Linked DNA regions of Sorghum bicolor: region 2 is linked to region 1. Evidence: chromatin contacts called from public HiCAR-type data. All regions are on one chromosome and are shown on one strand. The core of a region is the stretch at or near the end of the contact, and the rest is flanking DNA. Distances in the headings are between cores, read along the strand shown.

Region 1 (6,660 bases), core at 2,667-5,166:
TTAGTGAAATTTGGTCTATAATCACATCTGATGAGAAATTATACAGCCTTCTTGCTTAAATGTCCAGAGCACTCTTTAATTTTTTGAACTTCATTTTAACTAACAAGCATCTCTCTACAGGTTGCTGATTTTGGACTTGCAAAGTTCACTACTGATAACAACACTCATGTTTCGACAAGAGTAATGGGCACCTTTGGGTATGTATAAATGCTACTTTGTAGTTCAAGTATGATGTTAGCTATTATAGACATGCTGCATACCTATTTGGCTGAACTTTTAAGCACATGGATGCCATTACCTAATACTGATGCAATTCAGATTAGACCAAAATATGGTTAGTTTTCTTAATGATACAATATCCTGTAAAGTTTTGTAACCTTGTCATTTGCATCATATTCTCAACTATTACTCTATTAGGAGAGTTATTCAAACATTCAACTTGCTATGCTAGTAATAATTATGGCTTGCTAATACACATCTTCCTGGCTTTAGGTATTTGGCGCCTGAGTATGCATCTTCTGGCAAGCTAACAGAAAAATCCGATGTATTTTCTTATGGAGTCATGCTTCTTGAACTTATTACTGGGCGGCGACCAGTTGATACAACCCAAACATATATGGATGACAGCTTGGTTGATTGGGTAATTATTTTGAACATCTTTTCTTGCTTTGATGTTTTCATAATGCTTCCTAACTTCTCATCTTTAGCATTGATGATTGCCAATGATTTGTCAATATGAAATTTAGGTACTACTCTATAAGCACATATGTACTTCCATTTGTATGCTCTATAATACCAATACTAATTACAAAATGTTAGTTATTTTTTTCTACTTTTTTTACTTAAGCATATTTCTGGCCACTATGTTGTATTCTTGTTAATAAATGTTATGGACTTGTAGTAAGTACTACCTTGAGAAGTATCTGTCTCTACCTGCCACGTGAATGTGCTTGACCTGGAAAGTCTTATCCTTTGTTGTTTTTCAGACTGTTGTAACCTTCCTATGAGTAACATCACTGTATCATTTGCAGGCAAGGCCATTACTGATGCGAGCACTTGAGGATGGTGAATATGATGCCTTGGTGGATCCTCGTCTGGGAAAGGACTTCAATCCTAATGAGATGGCAAGAATGATAGCCTGTGCAGCTGCATGTGTACGCCATTCTGCACGTCGTCGGCCACGTATGAGTCAGGTAATTTATAAGCAGCTTTTGCACTGTCCTAGCTAACATCCCTAAACTGCACTAGCCTCCCTTAGGTCACTATTAAGTGCTATTTTCCTGAATCTGTTGTATACGTAACATGATTTCTGTACCACAAGAAGGATTGAGCTGATGAAATGGTGGCCTCCTGACTTCTGAGTTGGAACTTTGGTCACTATAGTTTCAAAAATGCTGAAAACATGCCACATTGGGATCCATAAAACTGCATTGCACAACATGCTCACTTGGTGGATTAATAGCTTCTCACCTGATTGTTCAGGTCGTTCGGGCTTTGGAAGGTGACGTGTCTTTGGAGGATCTTAATGAAGGTGTTCGGCCTGGTCATAGCCGCTTCTTTGGGTCATACAGCAGCTCCGATTACGATTCTGGCCAGTACAACGAGGACATGAAGAAGTTCAGGAAGATGGCATTTAACAACAACTACACCAGCAGCCAATACAGCGCGCCAACCAGTGAATACGGCCAGATACCATCTGCGTCAAGCAGTGAGGGCCACCAGACGCAGGAGATGGAGTCAGGCGCAATGAAGAAAGGTGGCTACAGCGGCTACAGCTCAGGATACAGCGGAGCCTCGTGAGGGAAATTCCCTTTTCTCCTTTTGTTTTATTTTTCTTTTGATGTTTCCATTATTGCATTTGTAAAGTCTGGCCGAATTATATGACCAAAGTTGCTGACTTGCGCGTGATGTATCTAAGTTTGACCGAGTATAGTTTTATGTAGCTGCAATCGTTTATTCTTTCATGAAAATTGTTCTTGACCAATGTTTGCCTGTGCAATTCAAAGAGAGCTAATTGGATGTTGATGTACTGTCCATGTCTCGCTCAATTCATCTTTCTCGATGTGTCATGTAAAGAGCCTTGCTAGATTTCTTTCCGGCTACTTCATTCCAGTACATGTATCATGTGTGCTGTCACGGGACAATGGGTGTAAATCTGCAACGCTTTTACTGAAAGTTTCTATGATTCGCTGGAACCAGTTTTGTTTGCGTTGTTAGGCGAGTTGCCTCGCGGCGGACGGCAGACCTGTGGCGTGCTGGGTCGCGGTTCTTTGGAAGCACGGCACATGCGACAGCTCACGGGATGAGGAATGTGTGTCTCGCGTCCCTTTCCATGCTTTCGCCGGTGGCGTTCGACGCGTGACCCTGAACCAAAACCTCGGGCAAGAATGCGAGATTTCGCTTGTTGGTTGGCTAGGCTGCTGCACCTCCCGCTGCTTGACATTCTGGCTAGCATGCATCATGTCTTCTTGTCCCGGAACGATATCATTTCTGAATTCCTGTGTTTGATCGTGTGTTACTGTGTTCGTCTGTTGCTATTTCGATGGGCTGTCCATTCGGCATTCTGGCATGGCTTCAAGGGCCAAGGCTCATAATGATTGCTGTCTTTTGTCCGTTCTGATCTGGCAAATGGAACTATGGTCCGTGCGTTACCTCCCTTCGAAAACGTTATCTTGCCATCTTGGCGTCTCCAAGACTAATAAAGAATATAAAATAAGAGTAATATACTAACAATGCCTGAATTACCAAATGTCTTGCATTGTCGCAAAAAAGAAAAAAGTGATCATGTTTTGATGTTAGATCATTTTTTAGAACACTTTCATTGACGCGTTTTTTTTATTAAGGGAGACGTTGGTGAGCCATGTACGCGTAGTATAGCCCGAATTTGGTAAACAACACTGGTTATAGATTGTAGCTATTGTGGTTCGCGTGCGTTTTATTGTTTATGCATAGCTCAAAACTAATTGAACAAATAAGGATCCAAATTGAAGTTAAATTCTAATGCTAGGAGACATTAGATAAAAAATTACCAAATGGTTTATTATTCACCTAAATATTACTAGTTAGAAGCTTCTATGAGACGCGCTAGGAAAAAGATCAATTCTAAAAATTCTCATATAATAAAAAATATTTTGTTTTTATTTTGGTAGACTCTAATCATCATCATAAAATTTAGGTCAACCGACCTAGACCACCACATACAGGTTGACAATTTAGGAATAATCAACAGATTGAAGGATAGGGGGTGTTGTAAATATTTTGGTTAACAATTATTTTTTTGGAAGGGGGTTTAATTTTAGTTAAATGAGAATATATCATCGGTGGACGCACGGTGATAACACTAGCCACTATGACGGCGGCGGCACCAGCCGCTTGGTCTTGGTGGACGCATGATTCGTTTACTTGACCATGGTTGGCTTGGCTGGAGTGCTGGACCATTGTGAACGCCTTGGAAGAAGCTTTATCAACAGCCGAAGCGTCCTGAGAAAGTGCGGTGCCCTGCAATTATAAACCACTCTAGGCCTTGTTTAGTTCACCCAAAAACCAAAAACTTTTCAAGATTCTCCGTTACATCGAACTTTTAGACACATGCATAAAACATTAAATATAAATGAAAATAAAAACTAATTACACAGTTTATCTACAATTTGCAAGACGAATCTTTTAAACCTAGTTAGTCTATAATTCGAAAATATTTGTCACATACAAACGAAAGTGCTACAGTAGCCGTTTCCTAAAAATTTTTGGAACTAATCAAAGGCCCTAGAGAATGGCCATCTTTCCGCCGGAGCTCGTAGCCTGCGGCAGAAGTGGGCTTCGTCTAGCACATGGTTTTCATGGCCATACAGCCTTGCAGTATTTTATAGAGAGAGGGCACGTCGTTGTGCAGTGTACCCACACACAAGTGGGAGGCCAAGTTGCAGATCACACATTCACACATCGCACCCGTGCTTGACTCGCCGCCGTGTCTCCTCTCGCCCGTTGCTGCGTTGCAGTCCAGAAATGGAACTCTAGGCCTGCGCCGGTGCGCCCTCTCTTGAACCTCCTTCCATATATCCTCGTCTCCCTCCTCCCAACAGCAGAGCAGACGTGCATGCGTCCATCCATCGTAACTTGATCATACTTCCAATCTTGTTTCTCCATGAATCCCCTGCTGCATAAATTGCTCACCCTTCTTCTCTTGGCTTCCCTTCACACTCCACCATATTCCTCTTCCGCCGCCGCCGCCGCCGCCGCCGCCACCACCACCACCACCACCGTGACTGATACTCTAGCGGCAGGACAAGCCCTTGCCTTCGGCGACAAGCTCGTCTCGAGGAACGGCAAGTTCGCGCTGGGCTTCTTCCAGCCGACAGCCGTCATCAGTAAGTCCCGCAACATCACCTCCCCAAACTGGTACCTTGGCATATGGTTCAACAAGATCCCAGTTTTGACTACAGTTTGGGTCGCCAATAGAGACACGCCAATCACTGATCCCAAGCGCAAGCAAACACACCTCAAAATCTCAAGCGATGGCAACAACCTTGTCATTGTAACCCAGGCCAGTCCTGAAACTGAAACTTTAGTCTGGTCCACTCCTACTCCCAGTGTCAATCGGTCAGGAGCCAGCTTAAACAGTACCACTACCACTGCTGTTCTCTTGGACAGTGGGAACCTTGCGCTCCTAGAATTAGCAAGCCCATCATCATCTAATGTGACCCTGTGGCAGAGCTTCGACTACCCGACTGACATCGTGCTTCCTGGCGCCAAGTTTGGCCGGAACAAGGTCACCGGTTTCACTCGCCAGGGCATCACATGGAAGAGCCGCATTGATCCAGGTCTCGGCTCATACTCCGTCGAAATCGACGCCAGCGGTGTAGTCCTCAAGCGCCTCAATCCGTTAGTAGTGTACTGGCGTTGGTCATCCTCACCCACATCAACACTGAAGCTCATCCCCATACTCAAGTCCATACTAGAGCTGGATCCACGGACCAAAGGCTTGATTGACCCCACATATGTTGATAACAGTCAGGAGGAGTACTACATGTACACCTTACTGAATGACTCATCTTTGACATTCGTCTCGCTGGACATCTCTGGTCAGATCAAGATGAATGTTTGGTCACACGCTCAGCAGTCTTGGCAAGCCGTACATGCCCAGCCGGCTGATCCCTGCACACCGTATGCTACCTGTGGACCCTTCACCACTTGCAACGGCACTTCCCTTTCGTCTTTCTGCGACTGCATGCCAAGCTTCTCTCAGAAGTCAGCACAGGATTGGGAGCTTGATGATCGAACAGGAGGCTGCATCAGAAACACTCCGTTACATTGCAGTAGTGAGAAAAACACAACAAGTTCAACAGACATTTTCCGCCCCATTCCTCATGTTACATTGCCCTATAACTTCCAAAGCGTAGACGGTGTCAACTCTCAGAGCAATTGTGAGGAAGCTTGTCTCAGTTCCTGCTCCTGCACTGCTTATTCCTATAACAGTAGCAGATGCTCTGTATGGCATGGGGAATTGTTCAGTGTGAATCAGAATGACGGCATCGATAACAATTCTAAAGATGTTCTTTATCTTCGCCTTGCTGCTGATGATCTGCCAAGTTTGACAAGAAACAAAAGAAAACCAAGTGTCGGAGTTGTTACTGCAGCAAGCATTATTGGTACTGGTTTACTGATGCTCATGTTGCTGTTAATGATGTGGCGAAAAAAATCCAAATGGTGTGGTACACCATTGTATGACAGCCAAGGTGGTGGAGTTATAGCCTTTAGATACACTGATTTAAGCCATGCTACTAAAAATTTCTCAGAAAAGCTTGGAGCAGGTGGTTTCGGTTGCGTGTTTAAGGGAGTGCTGAGTGGCTCAACAACTATAGCAGTGAAAAGGCTTGATGGTGCCCGCCAGGGAGAGAAGCAATTCAGGGCTGAGGTGAGCTCACTTGGATTGATCCAACATATCAACCTTGTCAGATTGATTGGTTTCTGCTGCAAAGGTGATAAGAGGCTACTTGTGTATGAACACATGTCAAATGGGTCTCTTGATGCTCATCTATTTCAGAGCAATGCTGCTGGCCTTAACTGGAACAACAGGTATCAAATAGCCATAGGAGTTGCTAGAGGATTGTCCTACTTGCATCAGAGTTGCCGAGAATGCATCATACACTGTGATATTAAGCCAGAAAATATACTGCTCGATGCGTCATTTGTTCCTAAAATCGCAGACTTTGGGATGGCAGCATTCGTTGGAAGGGATTTTAGCAGAGTTTTGACTACTTTCAGAGGAACTGCTGGGTATCTTGCCCCAGAGTGGCTTGGTGGAGTTGCTATTACATCAAAAGTTGATGTTTATAGCTTCGGTTTGGTGCTGCTGGAAATAATATCAGGTAGGAGAAATTCACCTGAGGCATATAGTAGCAACAATTATCATATTGAATATTTCCCTGTGCGAGCTATCAGCAAGCTTCACGAGGGAGATGTGAGGAGTTTGGTGGATCCACAGCTACATGGCGACTTCAGTTTGGAAGAGGTTGAGAGGGTTTGCAAAGTTGCATGTTGGTGCATCCAGGATAATGAGCTTCATCGGCCGACAATGGGTGAAGTGGTCCATGTTCTTGAGGGTCAGCAGGAGATTGATATGCCCCCGATGCCAAGGTTGCTTGCAGCAATCACACAAGGCGC
Region 2 (6,367 bases), core at 2,342-4,841, 160 kb after region 1:
ATTTAGAATCGAGGGAGTAAAATTTACTTACATCCTTTAGAAATTTTGCAGCCCCGTTTGGAAGGGCTCTTCGCTGCTCCGGCTTTTCCAATTCGTGCACTATTTATGGTACTATTCATTGACATTTTTTTTCTTTTTTCAAATAAACTGAGAGCTAAGAGAAGTATCTATTTTTAGCTCCTACGGTTCTAGACTCCCCAGCAACCGTAGAACGAAACCACTGCCGGAAGAAGCCCAACCAAACAAAGCTGCACAAGTACATATATGCTTTTCAACGGGCCAAGCAAAATGTCCCAAAATTCATCATTAATTCTGCGGTTAGTATATATAACGAGTACAATATCAATTCAAGTTTGAATTGGGTTGGTTGCTGAGGGATGGATTTTGTGAAATGGTTAGTGATGTGTGGCAAAGTACACTAGTTGATGGCTCACCTATAGAGAGGTGGCAAGCTAAGATAAGAAGGCTTCGTCAATACCTCAGAGGATGGGCAAAAAATGTAAGTGGTGCTTACAAGAAAGAAAAGACAACCATTCTAAATAAACTAGATGAACTGGATAAGAAAGCAGAATCTGCCACCCTTAATGGATTAGAACTAGATCTAAAACATGTGCTAAATGAAAGACTGGCAGAGCTTCTTCGAGAGGAAGAACTTAAATGGTACCAGAGGGCTAAAGTCAAACATCTTTTGGAAGGCGATGCAAATACAAAATACTATCACCTGCTAGCTAATGGTAGACATCGAAAAACTCATATTTTCCAGTTGGAAGATGGGAATAACATAATAAGTGGTGATGCTCAACTCAAAGGGCATATCACCAAATATTATAAAAACTTGTTTGGTCCATCAGAGAACTCTAATGTTACATTGGATGAGTCACAAACAGTTGATATTCCCCAGGTCTCTACTCTAGAAAATGAGTATTTAACAGATACCTTCTCACAAGAGGAGGTGAGGGTTGCGATTTTCCAAATGGAGCATAATAAGGCACCTGGTCCAGATGGTTTCCCTCCAGAATTTTATCAGGTCTTCTGGAATTTAATCAAAGATGATCTGATGGCTCTGTTCATGGATTTCCATCAGGGAACACTTCCACTAAATCGTCTCAATTTTGGAACCATAATTCTTTTACCTAAAAAGAAGGATGCGAAAGTAATTCAACAATATAGGCCTATTTGTTTGTTGAATGTTTCTTTCAAAATCTTTACCAAAGTTGCAACCAATAGACTATCTACCATAGCACAGAAAATAATTAGACCGACTCAAACAGCTTTCCTACCAGGAAGAAATATCATGGAGGGTGCAGTTATACTTCATGAAACGATACACGAACTTCACTCCAAAAAAAAAGATGGTGTCATCTTCAAAATAGACTTTGAAAAGGCATATGACAAGGTTAAATGGAGTTTTCTACAACAAACACTAAGGATGAAAGGCTTCTCACAAAAATGGTGTGAATGGGTGGAAAGTTTCACTCAAGGGGGTAATGTCAATATTAAGGTTAATGATCAATTAGGTTCCTACTTCCAGACAAGAAAAGGCTTACGACAAGGTGATCCCATGTCCCCTATATTATTTAATATAGTGGTTGACATGTTGGCCATACTGATCACTAGAGCAAAGGAGGCGGGGCAGGTCGAAGGGGTTATTCCTAATCTAATCCATGATGGTTTGTCTATCCTTCAGTATGCGGATGACACAGTAATTTTCATGAGCCACGATGCTGAAAAAGCTGTGAATATGAAACTTTTGCTTAGCACCTTTGAACAACTATCGGGGCTTAAAATAAATTTTCATAAAAGTGAAATCTTTTGCTTTGGCAAAGCAAAAGAACATGAGATGTTTTATTCGCAAACTTTCGGATGCGTGATTGGTAATTACCCCTTTAGATACCTTGGTTTACCTATGAATACTAGGAAACTAAACAATAAAGATTGGAAAACAATTGAGGATAGGATCGAAAAGAGACTTAGTGGATGGAAAGGCAAAATGCTTTCTGTGGGGGGACGACTTGTTTTGTTAAACTCGGTGCTCTCAAGTTTACCGATGTTTATGATGTCTTTTTTTGAAATGCCGAAAGGCGTTTTAGAAAAGATAGACTACTTTAGGTCACGCTTTTATTGGCAAAGTGACCAACATAAACGGAAATATAGACTAGCCAAATGGGAAGTTTTATGTCAACCCAAAGAACAGGGGGGTTTAGGCATAAAAAACTTGGAAATACAAAACAAATGCTTGCTCAGTAAATGGCTATTTAAGTTGTTGAATGAAGAAGGTATGTGGCAGAAACTTTTAAGGAATAAATATATCAAAGATAAGACTTTAGGGAGCTGTGTTAAAAAACCAACAGACTCTCATTTTTGGAAAAGTTTAATGAATGTTAAAGACTCTTTCATGGACTTTGGCTCGTTTAAAGTGAGAGATGGGTCTCAAACTAGGTTCTGGATAGACACTTGGTTAGGAAATAAACCCCTTAAGGATAAATTTCCTGCGTTGTTTAATATAGTAAGGAGAAAACAAGATTCTGTGGCACAAGTGATTAGCTCTTCACCACTAAATATCTCTTTTCGACGAAATTTAGTGGGGGCAAACCTAACAAACTGGTACAGAATTGTTGCCTCTTTACAGAATATTAACTTACTAGAGGAAAAAGATGTCTTTGTGTGGAGCTTGAATGTATCCGGAAGCTTTACGGTCAAGTCTATGTATGCTGTGTTAATTAACAATGGGGTTAGAGTGTCACAAGACTTATGGGAAATTAAAATACCTCTGAAAATAAAAATTTTCATGTGGTATCTAAAGAAAGGTGTGATCTTAACTAAGGATAACTTAGTTAGGCGAAACTGGAATGGGGATAGAAAATGTTGCTTCTGTCACTCTCCAGAATCCATACAACATCTTTTTTTAGACTGTGTTTATTCCAAATTCTTATGGCGTGCTGTACATATACTTTTTGGAATTTCACCCCCTAGGGACATAAATGACCTTTTTATTAGGTGGTCAAAAGTAGCAACCAAAAAGTATAATATATTGTTATTAACTGCAGCATCTGCACTCTGTTGGGCAATTTGGATAACCAGGAACGAGGTGGTTTTTGACAAATGCAGGCCAAAATCTTTTTTGCAGGTTCTTTTCAGGGGAACGCATTGGCTTCGGCAATGGGCAAGATTGCAGCGGCATGATGATCTGCGGGATCAACTGATGACCGCAGGACAACACTTAGAGACATCAGCTCTGCAATTTTTTAGTTCCAATGGATGGTTATCAACGAGACATATTGGTCATGCTTAGTCTGAACCTTATTTTGTTTCGGTTACCTGTTTGGTTGGCTGTAAACCTTGCTTGCAGCATGTGAGTTTGCCTTCGGGTAAAACTTTGTAATAATTGGTCTGATTCTATCTGCGGATAGATGAAGCCGGATACGAACTATCCATTATCTAAAAACAAACGTGGCACCAGCTAACCAAGCTGAGTGTTACGTTCAGTTGGATTTCACTTTGTCGGTCCGGGATCAGATAGAACGAGAGATGAGATGGGGATACGAAGCAAGGAGACAACGTGGGAGTTAAGACCGCGAAAGCGAACCGTTCTTGTGAGAAGAGCCACAAGATGGAGGAAGACTCCGAGAGGGACCCGTGAACAACACACACCGGGCGCCAAGGGAATTTTCTCGCGTCGGACCCCATGCCAATCAATCCCTGAAAATGGCGCCCGCGAGACCTCCACTCCACACGACCATCTCTCGACCGCACGCTGAGCGCGAGATATAGGTAGCCGCCACGCGCCCATGCCCGGCGGGGTCGAGCGCCCAGCATGGACAGATGCAGAGCACCCGAGGCCAAGCCACCGGATCACGCAGATGCCGACGACTCCGATGAGCTCAGCGTCTTTGCCGCCGAGCGCTACTTCTACGGAGACGACGCGCTGCTGTGGCCGTGCGAGCGCTCCTCGTCTTCGCTGTCGTCGTCCGCGTTCCGGACGGGGACGCACGAGCACGACCGGTCCGTCCCGACGCCGACGGCCGTCACTAGCTCGTCCGAAGCAAGCTGGAACAGCCGCTCCGCTCTGCTGCCCAATGAGCCGGCCGAGAAGTTGCACGCTGTCGCTGTCGCTGTCGCCGCCGCCGCCACTCCGATCATCGAAGCGAGCCCTTCCGGGGATGAAGGTCAGCGGGGCGGACGCAGGCCCGCTTCGTCGTCTAACCTGCGGCGGTGGCTGCTCGGAGTGGCGGCGTGCGCTTGCGCCGGCGGAGATTCCGAGGAGTCAGTGGGCGCCGACGAACTGGAGACGAGCGAGCGGTTCCCGGAAACAGAGATCCCGGCGGAGGTCACCGCCGCGAGATCGAGTGTGACGCCTGCGAGTGGCAGATGCCTCCTCGAAGGCGACAAAACAACCCTTGCCGGAATGGATGGCCACCGCCGTGCCACCAACAAGGTTGAAGTATCTACGCCAATCTTGCATCACCAAGCAGTAGCCACCTCCGACTCCGACGAGCGGCGGCGGCGCATCAAATCATTGGAAATGTTCCGGCCGGTGCCGGTGGGCGACCGTGGGAGCGCGCTCGGTTCAGCGACGCAAAGCTCTGCTTTTACAATCGTCGCCGGAAACACGGCTCTGGGCGGTGATGGCGACGCGCCGCGCGCGCCCAGCGGCGGCGGAGGGACCCCTGGCGAGGACGACGCGGCTCCGAGCGAGCTTGGGTGCGCGTACCCACCTAGCGAGGCCAGCGTTGTCTGGAGCGTGGTCACCGCGGACGGCGCGGCGTCCGGCAACTTCTCCAGCGCGGCGTCGGGGTACTACTACCACTACTGCTTCAACGACGTCGACGAAGGTGCGATGCGGCGCACCGCTGCCAGGAACACTCGCAAGAGGAGAACCGGAATGCTAATGTGCATGAGCGAGAAGGCAGTCGACGCTGTTGGGCCAGCTCGGTCCGTTCACCGGCAGGAGGTCCAGCCAGCTGCCGTGCCAACGCTGGGAGCTTCTCGCGGCAGCCGGAACGGCCATGGACGTGATTCGCCGCCGGTAGTCAGGTACTCCAGTAGGTTGGATCTGGAGGCACCCGGCCGCCGGTAGAGCACTTGAGCTGTGCTCTGTGGACAGGGCTGCCTGTAAGGGCTAGATGTTTGATTTGGGCAAGTTCTTCGAGGATTGTTTCTTGTGAGAAAAAGAGAACAATCGTGTTCGACATAGTATATTATCTCTTCTTTTTATTTGTTGTTGATCAGAACTAGAATGGCAAATTCATATAGGCAAAATCTAATTGATCTTTCATTCTTGCAGAAAGTATATGTGTGAAGGAAAAACATTTGAAGTGCCGGATAATCAAGATGCTTACATTGGTTTACAAACGAACTTTACACTCCAGAACTGAACTTCCGGATGATCTTTCATTTAAATCCGAAATGTTACAACCGAATTTTCGAAAAATAGCTATCATACGAAGAAATGATAATGAATGAAAAATTGACAATAATATGTTAGGCTGATAATGTTGTTGATAAATATATTTATTTTCTATTTACTCTCTTTTTGTTGCCTTGGGATTATCATCATTGGATGAAAAAGGGATTCTGCTGACCAGAAACACCAACGCAGCACCTATCAAAGCACCTGATACATGAGCAATGTTGTTCACTTGAAACGATTGCCCTGTGATTGTTGTTGCACGTGCTGCTTCCATGACCTATCAGTTAAAGGAAGACTAATCAGATTGTAAACAAGTATTGGCACAGGAATAATAGGTTGATTATGGATGGTGGTGACACATATTTGCAAGGATGACCTAGGGTGACAGGTTACACTTTAGGGGACGTTCGGTTGGCACGGAATCAAGTGCCGAACCAATCCGGCCAGGAATGTTACTCTACGTTATACGGCCAACCATCACCAGGAAGCGTTCTGGCCGGGAATCAGCCTAAACGAACAGGCCATTCCCCTTGGTGTAGTTCAACTACTGATAGATGTGCTTGAAATCATCACTATTATCTTAGTAATTCTAGTACTTGAGTGTCATGCGGATGTGTATGTATCTTGTGCAAGGTTGTTTATTCAAAAATAATAAAGAAAGAGACACATCAGTCAACATTATATTCTTCGTAGTTTAACTAATGTTCCCTGTGGAGGTAGCATGGTGCAAATTTTCCTGGTTTTTCATATATACAGTTATCTTGAACCAGGTTTTGAAACTGTAGTAGATGACTGTTCTCGCTAGTACAGTCATTCCTATCATTCATATCCTCCATGGAATTCTTTTCATACTATCTATTCTATTAGTATTACTATCTTGCCGACAGAGTTAACATAAGCAGGGGAAGCACTGGATATGCCACCCGAAGATGTATTGCATTTTTCATGTACAATATG

Evidence for each region. HiCAR-type assays count read pairs that join an accessible place to other places.
Region 2: a contact with region 1 is called in a HiCAR-type map of leaf, with 8 times the contacts expected there. The contact joins the promoter of LOC8066622 here to the promoter of LOC110430087 in region 1. A contact is called at or near these places in 1 of 4 Hi-C or Micro-C datasets (leaf mesophyll) and 1 of 1 datasets of contacts at active chromatin or transcription factors (leaf).

What each region holds. Positions count from the first base shown.
Region 1 is chr9:12,045,212-12,051,871 of Sorghum_bicolor_NCBIv3, forward strand. It overlaps LOC110430087 (G-type lectin S-receptor-like serine/threonine-protein kinase At2g19130), which reads left to right and starts at 3,917. Exons shown (of 1, transcript XM_021447036.1): 1 at 3,917-6,660. The coding sequence starts at 4,142. LOC8066619 (proline-rich receptor-like protein kinase PERK1) reads left to right here. Exons shown (of 8, transcript XM_021447893.1): 5 at 121-197; 6 at 493-640; 7 at 1,032-1,193; 8 at 1,483-2,029. The coding sequence ends at 1,800.
Region 2 is chr9:12,206,870-12,213,236 of Sorghum_bicolor_NCBIv3, forward strand. LOC8066622 reads left to right here and starts at 3,592. Exons shown (of 2, transcript XR_002447499.1): 1 at 3,592-5,193; 2 at 5,285-5,424. LOC8055767 (rhomboid-like protein 11, chloroplastic) reads right to left here. Exons shown (of 7, transcript XM_002440769.2): 7 at 5,293-5,687. The coding sequence ends at 5,523.